Regions from separate parts of the Mus musculus genome. Here region 1 is linked to region 2. The links are chromatin contacts, called in public HiChIP or PLAC-seq maps. All regions are on one chromosome and are shown on one strand. Each heading gives the region's core, a stretch centred on a gene start, on an enhancer-like site or on the middle of the called end of the contact. The rest is flanking DNA. Distances are from core to core; before and after follow the strand shown.

Region 1 (5,275 bases), core at 194-2,693, 140 kb before region 2:
ATAAAATAAAGACAGACACACACACACACCCCTTCCTTTCAGACTAGTTTCCTGTTTACTGCAGACAGAGATGCAAAGCCATCCATTAATCTTTGATGCCTTCCCACTGCAAAGGCCCCTTCCCCCGCCCCATCTCACTCTCTCCCCGCACCTCCCCCAACCCCGCCTGCTTTGCTCAGATACATTTGAACTGTAGTAACCCCAAGCCAGCTCGCCGCAAGCAGGCAGCGAGCACAGCACAGCAGCGCGGCACGGACGCAGCAGCCCCAAGGCTAGGGGATTACGTGGAGCAGAAACTCTGCCAGGAAGAGAAGCCCGGGTGCTCCCTGCCTCGCCAAGGGTGCTGGCTCTACCGCGCCTCATAAGGCGCGCTTATATGAGTCAAGTTCCTAACCCTTAGATAGAATAGGGGGTTCATTCCACAAAGGTCCTAGGGTGGGAAAGCAGAACTGGAGAGGGCGAACCCAGGGATGGCGAGCGGGAAAAGGAACACAGTAAGAGAGAGATGAGCTGCTCGTGACTGAAGAGAGGCGCACTGCACACTAAGCCAGGGGTCCCCCTATTCTTTGGGCTTGGCAGGTCTTTCTGAAACCCGCAACCTGCACCGCCTGCACATGGTTAGGCTGAGTTAAGGGGCTGCGAGGTGAGGAGACGCCAGGGAAGAGGGAAGAAGCTTGAAAGCAAAAAGAGTGAACAGAAACGCAAAAGACGAAAAGTTAGAAATGCAAACCTGAGCAAAGGAGCCCGGACTGGACACCTCTGCCAGAGAGACCGGGAAAGGCCTTGCAACCGGGGTACAGGAGAGCAGAGAGGGGTGAGCCCCAATGAGGGCATCTCAGGAATGTGAGGGTTCTCTCCCTCTCCAGGCGCGGGAGGAAAGAAGGATGGAAGGTGGTGAGGAGGCAGCCGAGGCCCCGGGAACGAGTATGAGGCTCTGCGAGGAGGTCGCAGGAGACTGATCGCTGCTCAGGGGTGGGCGGGAGGGCGCGGTGCGGAGGGGGACCAGGCCGGGGCCAAGAGCCGGAGAAGGAGGGGGCGCGGCGGGGAGGAGCGAGGGTGGGGGAGGGGAGGGGAGGCGCAGTGGGCAGCAGGCCTGCGGGATGCTCCCGGCTGACCGCAGTCACCTGGAGCCGCAGCCTCCCTGCCTGCGGGGCGGCACTGGGGATGGCGGTGTCCGCTGCTGCCCGGCTCCGATTCCCGCCCCTCCGGTGAGATCTTCGGTTCCGACGGCGGGGGGCCCGGTTTGCGCGGCTCACAGCGGCGGCTCTCCCGCGTCCGGCCTCGGCTGCGGCGTCTCGGGAGGCGGAGGCAGCGGAAGCGGCCCGAACCGTGAGGTCACCATCCTCCGCGGCGACAAAGGCGCTCCCGGGCCGAGCGCCGGCACCAGCGCCCGGCGGCCGCCATGGCCTGGTCCCCGCGCTCCGGCTCCGCCCCCCGCGCTCTGCGGCGACCGCCGGCTCGCGCGCTCTGCGCCTGCGCGCGAGCTCGCCATCGCCCGGCCCCCGTGCGCCCACGCTCACTCACAATCGCGCACGGCGGGATCTTCCCGCACCGCCTCCGTTGAGTGGGCCCGAAACGCCGGCTTCTCTTTGGTGCTGGTCCGGCAGACTATTCCAAGGAAGGGTGAGGCGACACCGGGACATGCACTGTGACCCCAGCCATTCTGACACGTGTTCGCGCTCACTCCGCAGACACCACGAGCCGCACGCGCCCACACCTACACTCACCTGCTGGGACCACGTGGGACAATGTGAAAGGCTGGTCCCTGCCGCGTGCAAACCCAGAGCAATTTTTAACTCTCTCCTTGACTAGACTAAGACTCGTCTCTAAGGCATCAGGGACGACGAAGAGTAAAATGCTGGATGAGTGAATGGTTTGGAATTGCTCCCTGGGACTGTATTCCGGCTCCTTCGTTTGGTGCAAATGATTAACTACTGTATGAAAATAAAAGGTGTAAATAGGTTTGCCATTTCTTTTGGTTCAAGGTTCAAACCACATTAGTGTGCACACACCCTTTCCCTGAAACCCTTTTGTTCTGCTCTAGTCTCCTAATACTATGGCACATTCTTGCCGTATTATAAATGTAGAAGCTTTTAGAGCAGGATCTGTGTCTATATAGTATATAAGCTTGCTGAGGACTTAAGCTGATCTTTGCAGGGATCTATTACTACGTTCATCTGTATTACCATTGCCTCGCTATTACCTTCTGCCATTTGCTCTGTTGTTCCTTGCTTTTAGTTTAGTCCCTTGAGAATCAGTTGCCACTAGAAACTAGTGTGGCCTTTCATTAGGCAGTGCCTAGGTAACAGAAGATGAACACCAAGTGATTTGTAAGGCATTGCAACCATTCTGGCTCATTCGGAAACTTGCCAAGAGCCTCCACCTTACAATCTGTACAAGACAAAATGAGTATTCTTTGATGTTTATGTGTCCTTGTCCACTGCTTATGAGACACATACACCCACGATTCTGAACCTCTGGGTCTCCCCTGCTATAAAACTGTAAACACAACCTCTACATATACAAGGTCATCAGAGCAGGAGAGATGGCTTAGCTCTTAAGAGCCCTTTTTGTTCTTCTAGAGAACACCCCACCCCCAGGTTCAATTCTCAGCACCCAGGTGTAGCTGGTAACTCGAGTCCCAGAGGATCTGACGCCCTCTTCTGGCCTCCATGGACACTACAAACATGTGGTGCTCAGACATATCTGCAGACAAAACATTCATAGATGTAAAATAAGTAATATGTAGCCAAAGCCATCACTAAAGTTCACAGTAGCATATCTCCCTCCCATTTTCTGTGACTGTGATAAAACTTGGACAGAATTTATGGAGAATGGGTGTGTTTCAGCTCACTGTTTAACGCACAGTCCCTCGTGGGGCAGGTTAAGGCATCAGGAACTTGAAACAGCTGGTCACTTCACCCAGAGTCTAGAAGCAGAGAGTGATGTGAATGCATGCATGTCACTGCTCACTGCCTCATGTTCCTCACTCGTAAGCAGTGCAGGATGCCCTATCCAAGGAATGGCATCACACTAATCAAGAGAATGTCCTCAGGAGCCATGGTCCCATGTGACTAATTTTGTCAAATTGATGATTATCGGTAACTGTCACCTACTAGCTTCATAGCAGGGTTTAAATGTTTCTGGGGGTTCTGTTCATAACTCGTTATAGCCACTTTTGTTTGGATCCCTTAGGCCACCTTGGAATAACCATTAAACCTGTCACATCACAGAGCAGTGGTTTCATGAGTCTCTTCTGTATGTAGCCTCCTAGGTAAAAATCCTCACTGGCTGATGGTTGCAATAGGAAGCTGCCTATGCTAGCAACAGCTTTCCTTGGCTTTTACTCTCAAAGTTTCACTGCTGGCTAAGGCAGGAAAATATGTGGCCAGAAACACAGAATAAAGAATTCAAAATGCATATAACACTAAACTTGAATTGGTTGCCTTTGTCCTCAGGTAAATTTCAGAGTTTTGACAATATTTAAAAGTTTCATTAGATTCATGCTTTGCCTTAGTGGAAGGGGGGGGGGTCACCTCTGCCCTTTGCCATTCTATGTCTTTTTAAAGGAGAAAGAAAATGGCTTCAAAGCTTAAGCACTCCACCATAAGTACACTGGACATGTCAAAGCAAGAACAAATCATGTGTCCTTTTACCTTTGAGTTTCACAGGAGTGGCTTGTAAATGCTGAAGTTCAAAACAATGTGTGAAGAAAATTGCTCTGGTAATGAAAGGGTTACTGCAGGAACCTTGCTGCTAATCCAGTTTGGGTAAGGCTCCAGGAGCTACTATGTAAATAAAACTAAAAAGAAAATCCCAGAGACAAAAAAAAAAAAAAAAAAACCCAGCTGGGATTGAAGAAAGGGTCACCAGAATAGAAGAGAAGGGTCACAATGTAAGTACTTCCTGGAAAGAGTCACTCAGCCATCCAAAGCAGGAAAAACCAGGAACTGAATTTATGGGAACAAACTTAAGAAAATGCCCAGTTGCCACAACTTGTTCATAAAAGAAACTGGCCTGGGAACTAAGGGAACCGGGAACAACAGCATGCAAAGTTCTAAAGATACGAACGCATCCAATTGCCAGGAGAAAGTCAGGGCAGTGTTTTAAACCTTGAATCTTTGTTGCAGTTCTAGCCCTTCTAAAAGACTAGCTCCCAGGTTTCTTATAGAGCCAACGCTTGCTACTAAATGGAAATGGGCATCTGTGGTAGATCTGCAGGTAACCGATGGCCAGTTCAGGAGGCACTGCTTTTGCAATCCAGACTTGAGATAGCCTAGCGCAGCTTTCACACGATTAAGGCAACTTCCAAAGACCCTGGATAGCCAACTTGAGAATTGAAGGAGAAGCATCATGTGTTCATTTATTCTTATACTATTTTTCTCTGAGTATTTAGACATCTTTTCTATCCAGTTAAAATTATTATACAATCAACACTGAGAATTTTAAAAGCCTAGGAAGATAGCTCAGCGGGCATGAGGCTTGTTCTGCAATCCTGAAGATCTCATTTTGAATTCTCCAATACCCACCTAAAAAGCCAGCCATAGCTGAACATGCATGCCTGTACCCTAAAACTGAGTGGCAGAGATTAGTGCATCCCAAGAGCTTTCTGATCGACCAGCTTAGGCAAGTGGCAGAGAGAGAAAAAAAATAACTGAAAACCTTTTTTGTTGTCTGTATCGTTCACTCCCATAGGCTCAGACAAGTACACTCATATGTAACACATATACCGCACACACACTCTCACTCACAATCAACTGCCTAAACTAGAAGTCTACAAGAATCCCATTCTACTTAACTATCCTCATGGTTTCTTTCTGAAAGTTAATTGTATAAAGAAAATGATATTGTTACCAGGCAATATAGCCCATTAAGGGGAGTGTGGTGGTTTTAATGAGAATGGCCCCCATAGGTGCATAGATGTGAATGCTTGGTCACCAGGGACACTATTTGAAAGGATCAGGAGGTGTGGCCTTGTTGTAGGAGTCACAGAGGGAGGGGGAGGGGGAGGGTGTGCTTTGAGATCTCAAAAGCCCATGCGAGGCCCAGTATTTCCTCTGCCTAAGGGTCAGGATATAGAACTCTCAGCTATTGCTCTAGTGTCTGCCTGCATGTTGCCATGCTTCCCACCATGATGCTCATGGACTAAACCTCTGAAACTGTTAGCCAGCCCCCAAATTTTCCTATATAAGAGTTGCCATGGTCATGGTGTCTCTTCACAGCAATAGCATGGTGCTGCTATGAATTCAAATGCTAAACACTAGCCCCCAAGATC
Region 2 (5,392 bases), core at 321-2,820:
TTCAGTGTTTAGCAGAATAAAGAGACCAAATTCTCATAAGACCATGACACAGGCCAGGTAAAGAAGGGCTGAAAGTTCAGATATGTGCTGGGAGAATTTAAGAGACAGGGAGACCACACCCAGTTGGGTGGGTGAAAGCAGATACCATGGTTGAGATATTCACCATGGATTTGAAGGCTGGACTATATCAAAATCATAAGGTGAGGGTATGGAAGGGCAGGAAACGATGAGGTAAGAAAATCCAGGGTTGAGAGTCTGGGAGATAATAGTTGTGCCCTGGGGCATAATATCTACCTAAGGAATTGAGAGACAATAGATAGACATATGTCCAATATATTAACAAGGGTGGTTGGCCAATGTAAACAAAGTCCAAATGAGAGGGAAGTGAAATGCTGCTTTGTTCTGAATGTGGGCTGTTTACTGTATATCTCTCCGTTGCCTTAATTTCTTCACGTGTAAAATTGAGATGTTCTCAACATAGATCTATATGCTTTCACACAAGAGGTCACAATACTTACTGAGTATCACTTATGTATTTAGGTACTATGGCTTCAGGCTTTTCATGCCACGGGACAGCCAGACTACAAAGGTTTGTTTGAGCCCCACTGATGTCTGATGAGATGCGGAGAGAACACACGGGTTGACTGATATCCCAATGATAAGAGTTGCTTAGGCAGAGATGGTAAGATATTACCTAGTCTGTGACGTGGATGAGCTCATCGTGTATGTGAGCCTTGAGTTAAGTGGATGCCTAGGGAAGTGCTCAGTAACAGCTAGCATTGAGAACATTTTAATCAATTATATTATCATTATTTGACTGGGAGAATTATCATAGGCTCGGCAGGGTAGGCCATGTTTACAACTGGTTTTAGGGGTGTAGGCTTTGACACAAGGAATGGGGCAGAAGGACACTCTAGACTATGGGTACAGTAAGATCTAATGTTCTTTGGGAGCAGGGAGGTAACCTGGACATTTATCTAAGGCTTTTCGGGAATCACAAGAGAGAGGGCTTGCTGGCGAGATGGTAAAATTTGCCTGCTCTCTGCCTGTGGGTACTGTCAGCATTGGCAGTTTCATTACAGAAAGGGAGCCTTTCTCAGCTTTCTGTTTAGGGGGCTGGTCTGTCTTCACTTGCTGCCAGGTTCTTCTGCTGATATCTTCATATCCAAGTCCGTGTGAGCAGGCACCCTGTTCAGCTGGTGACAGCCAGGACAGAGGAAAAAACAAACAAACAAACAAACAATATCTTCATGACTAGGAGTCCCCACTCAAAACTCCTCAGCTTTCCGTCTCGACTCCCTGTTTCCCCTCACGACAGCCTGTGGCTTGGTGCTCATGTATCCAAAGGAAAGAAAAGATAGAAAGGGAGTAGCACAAAGTCCCCTGCAAGGCATGTGCCTTTCTGTTCCTGCTCTTCTTTCCTTTGTATTCACTGCTGATACTTCACTTATGAGCCCAAAGGGCAAAGCTGACCTAACCTCTCTCCGAGGCCAGACACTCCTGGGTAAGCAAAAACAGAGGGGCTTCTGGAGAGGAAATGAAAGAAGACAGATGTGGTTTTCTCTTAAGACTTTCAACTGTGAGCTGTGGGGGAGACTCATTTTGAAATAGAAAGCAGGGCTTGATTGTGTGATGTCAATACAAGCGTTTGGAATCCCTCCGTAAGAGAGGAGGGAGATGAATAGGGGTTCTCCACCTACCCTGCTGGAATCCTTGGCTGAGAAGCTGGCATCATGGGTGAAAAGCACAAGAAAAAGGAACCAGATCCCCTGGGGCTTCTGGTCTAGTGTTTTCCAAAGGGCAAGGGCCACATGATGTTAGAGCACATGGGGGCACCTCAGTGTGGGACTCTCCTTAAGGCCTCTGGATCCTATGCTGGCCTGGAACTCATGAATTTCAGACTGGCCCTGATACATGGTGATCCTCCTGCTTCAAACTTCCCATGTGCTAGGATTATAGGTGTAAGCCCCTGTAACTAATTTAAGAGTAACTTCATGGTAGTAAAATAAATCATTTTCCAAGGTTGACTACGCACTGAATAGAATAATACCCCGAGGCTCTCTGATAATAAAGGCTAACATTTATAAAAGCCAATGCTCATATGTTGTAGCCTTGAAATTATTATCTCATTTAATCTTTGCATAGCCTCAGGATGTCAATGCTATTATAATTATTAGAGTCATAACACCAAGTTTGTCCTACATGGGGCTTGCCTGGATGATTGCGTCCACTGACTTACAGACCAGATGTCAGACTTGTCTCCCGGATCCCCAGCTTGCCAACTGCATATGTTGGGACTTGTCATTTTCCATAATCACATGAGTCTTATAATACATCTATTTCTGTACATATATGTAGATACATGTAGAGGGAATGAGGTCTTTGTGGTCACAGAGACACCCTAGGGAAAACATGAATGTTAAGCACGTGGGCTTGTCTCTTCAATGGAAGGGATGTATATACCCGTTTCCCACCCAAAAGCTGGGGGTGGATGGCTTTATTAGCCTGGTGATCTGTGTTATCCTTAGGACCAAGCCTCACCCTCATCCTGGAGACCATGACATTGACTCCAGACTCTCTCTAGACTTTTATCCTTAGCTTTGTTTCTCAGTCAATAGAACCCAACCTTACAGGAGATGTCACAAGTGGTACTCTATAGCTGGGAACCTCTATGCTATCTTCATGAGCAAGGAAGGCTACCCCAGATCGTAAGCCCTTAAGCTACAGAGCCCACCTTCGTGGTAGAGGCCATGTGCACTTTGCAAAAGAGTTTTAATGCAGTCACTTCTTGGGCTTTATTGTGCACAAGGGGTTGAAATCATTCTTATGAGGAAACTTTTTCCCAAGACTGTAATGTACTTAAACATGTCTAAAATAAACTCTTGGAAAAAAAAAGAGTTTGAACCAACACTAGCTAACCAGGTAGTGGTGAACCAAACTTCCTTTTTGCCTCAATTGGCTCACTCCTCTGCTGGCTGTGGAGCTTGCAGGGATCCCCCCATAAAAACTTCTTGGAAGGGGTGACGCAAGATGTCCTGTTTAGGACCGAGCACTAAACAGCCGCTTATTCTCAACTCTCTGACCAGCTCTGAGCTTATGTAGTAATCAGTTCTCACTGCAAGAGGAAGCCTCTCTGAGCCAAGCCCAGGGCAGCACTAATCTCTGGGCATAACCAGAACTATTAAGATAGTTGCACAGACATAGCATATCAATTTAACATAACAAGAGCACTAGCTTCCACATCAGGGCCTATGACCTCTACAGCTGTGATTTTTTAACCAGGTTTGCAACACCAGGCATGAATCCCCTCCAGTGGATTGGGCCTCAAGCCCAATCAGACAGTGATCAGTTGCCCTACAAACAGTTACAGCTATGCTAGTGGCCAGCTGACACACACATTCTAACATGCAGGGCTTGCAGTCATGTTATGTCTCCCCACAACCCCCAGCTTCCTAGCATCTCCCAGAACTATAAAAGCTAGCTAGTAGGGGAAGAAGTTTCCAGCCTGGCTCCAGTTTGATTTCCTAATGTCCCATAACCAAACAAGGTTGATGTCTTCAGTAATATGGTTTTATTGTCTGGTTCTGGTGGGCAATAACAACAACAACAACAACTACAACTACTACAACAACAAAACCCCCAATAACAATAAACTGTATTATTTTGGGGACATGGGGGACTTCAAATGGCCATACACTCACAAGGAATATCTCATGTCTGACTTTGGAGTTTTAACTTAAAGACTTGATTCTGGGAGCCACATTAGCCACATGTTCAGGACACCTCCATTGAAACATTCTTTTCTTGTAAATTATACGTGCAGTTAGCTTATGTGGCAAGGAGTTTCTGTATGGCCGTTCCATATCTCTTAGTTTCAGTTAACTCTCCCATTTTCTAGTACACTCAGCCCATTCCTGTTTAAACTGGTCCATCCCCAGCTGGTTTGGTTCTACCACTGCATTTTCAGGTCTTGAGCATTTTACTCTTTAAGACACCCCCCCCCACAGTTCATTTCTGGCTTCCTAGCCTCTACAAAAATCACCCCAACTTAAACATACAGAAACGGAAACATTCTAAGTGAGGACTCCCATATTGAGAAGATGCAGTGCTTGTGTTTCCTGACCTGGGAACACCCCACTGAGTCTATTTTCCAGTTTCAACCATTCTCCTGAAAATTTTGTAATTCTGTTTTTCTTTATGTGTATGCAGTATATTCTAATTATACATTCATAAGTTGATGGATACCTAGGGTGGTTCTACTTCCTAGCTACACTGTAAAGAAGAACGGTGCGATGGATTCTCAGGCAGCCCTATCATGGGAGATCATCTCCTTACATGGCTAGGAGTGGTATAGCTGGGTATAAGGTAGTTCAACCTTTAGCTTTTAGAGAAATTCTATTTCCACTCTGGTTTAAACCCCCGCTAATACGGAATAAAGGCTTCCCTTCCCCACCCTACATCCCCACTAGCATTTGCTGTCATTTATTCTTTTGTTAATAACCATTCTGACTAGAGCAAGATGGAATCTTTAAAAAAATTTTTTCAATTTCATTTGTATCCCTCAGATCCATCTAAGGATGAACACTTAACTATTTATAAGTTGTTTGTATTTCTTCTTTTAAGGATTGTCTATTCAGTTCCACTGGGCATTTTCTTTCTTTTTAAAAAGTAAGTGTGTGTGTGTGTGTGTGTGTGTGTGTATGTTTGTGTGCATGTGTGCACCTGCCCCACACATGCACATGAGGACTTGTGGAAGCCAGAGTCAAGATCAGAACTTGGTCTTGGGGGTCTTTTTCTATCACTCTCCACTTTAGTTTTGGTGTCAGGGTCTCCATTGGAATTGGGAACTTGTTGATTGGCCAGATCATCTGGTCACTGTACCCTAGGGACTTTCCTGTCTCTATCTGGCAGCGCTGGGATTGTAGGTGTGTGCATCAACACGCGACTTCCTATATTGGATGCTGGGCATCTCTCCTCAGGTCCTTGTGCTTTGATGTCGGGCATGTTAGCCACCTGTACCCCAGTTTTAAATTAGGTTATTTATTTATTTGATGTTTGATTTCTTGAGTTTTCTGTGTACTCTAGGTGGGTTCAGAATGATGCAAGGGTCAGAGAGACAAAGCTGACCGTGCTGCTGTTTCTGCTTTCATGAGTCATTCAGGTCTCCCTACACACGCGACTCTGGCTAGTCAGTCTTCATCCAAAGAATGCTTGGGGTTTGTTTGTTTGTTTGTTTTTCTTCTTTCGAGACAGGGTATCACATAGCCCAAGATAGCCTTGGACTTCCTATGTAGCTGAAGATGATCTTGAAGTTCTGATCTTTCTTTCTCCACTTCCAAAGTGCTGGGGTTTCAAGTGTGAACCACCATGCTCAGTTTACATGATGTGGGTT

Evidence for each region. HiChIP or PLAC-seq counts read pairs in DNA pulled down with a chosen protein or histone mark.
Region 1: a contact with region 2 is called in an H3K27ac HiChIP or PLAC-seq map of microglia, with 2.9 times the contacts expected there. The contact joins the promoter of Rnf145 here to the enhancer-like site in region 2. A contact is called at or near these places in 2 of 39 promoter capture datasets (the C10 cell line and macrophages), 1 of 484 Hi-C or Micro-C datasets (large pre-B cells), 4 of 115 datasets of contacts at active chromatin or transcription factors (bone marrow-derived macrophages, embryonic stem cells, large pre-B cells and 1 more) and 1 of 9 other capture datasets (adipose tissue).

Annotation. Positions count from the first base shown.
Region 1 is chr11:44,515,124-44,520,398 of GRCm38.p6, reverse strand. It overlaps Rnf145 (ring finger protein 145), which reads right to left and starts at 1,443. Exons shown (of 11, transcript NM_028862.4): 1 at 1,125-1,443.
Region 2 is chr11:44,378,574-44,383,965 of GRCm38.p6, reverse strand. No RefSeq gene overlaps it. Among named protein-coding and RNA genes, the nearest start is that of Il12b, 19 kb to the left of the region's middle. Within about 2 kb of position 1,570, at least 27 of the 459 cell types and tissues checked have an H3K27ac peak or open chromatin away from gene starts, as enhancers often do. A contact at or near this core is called in microglia, where this site is marked.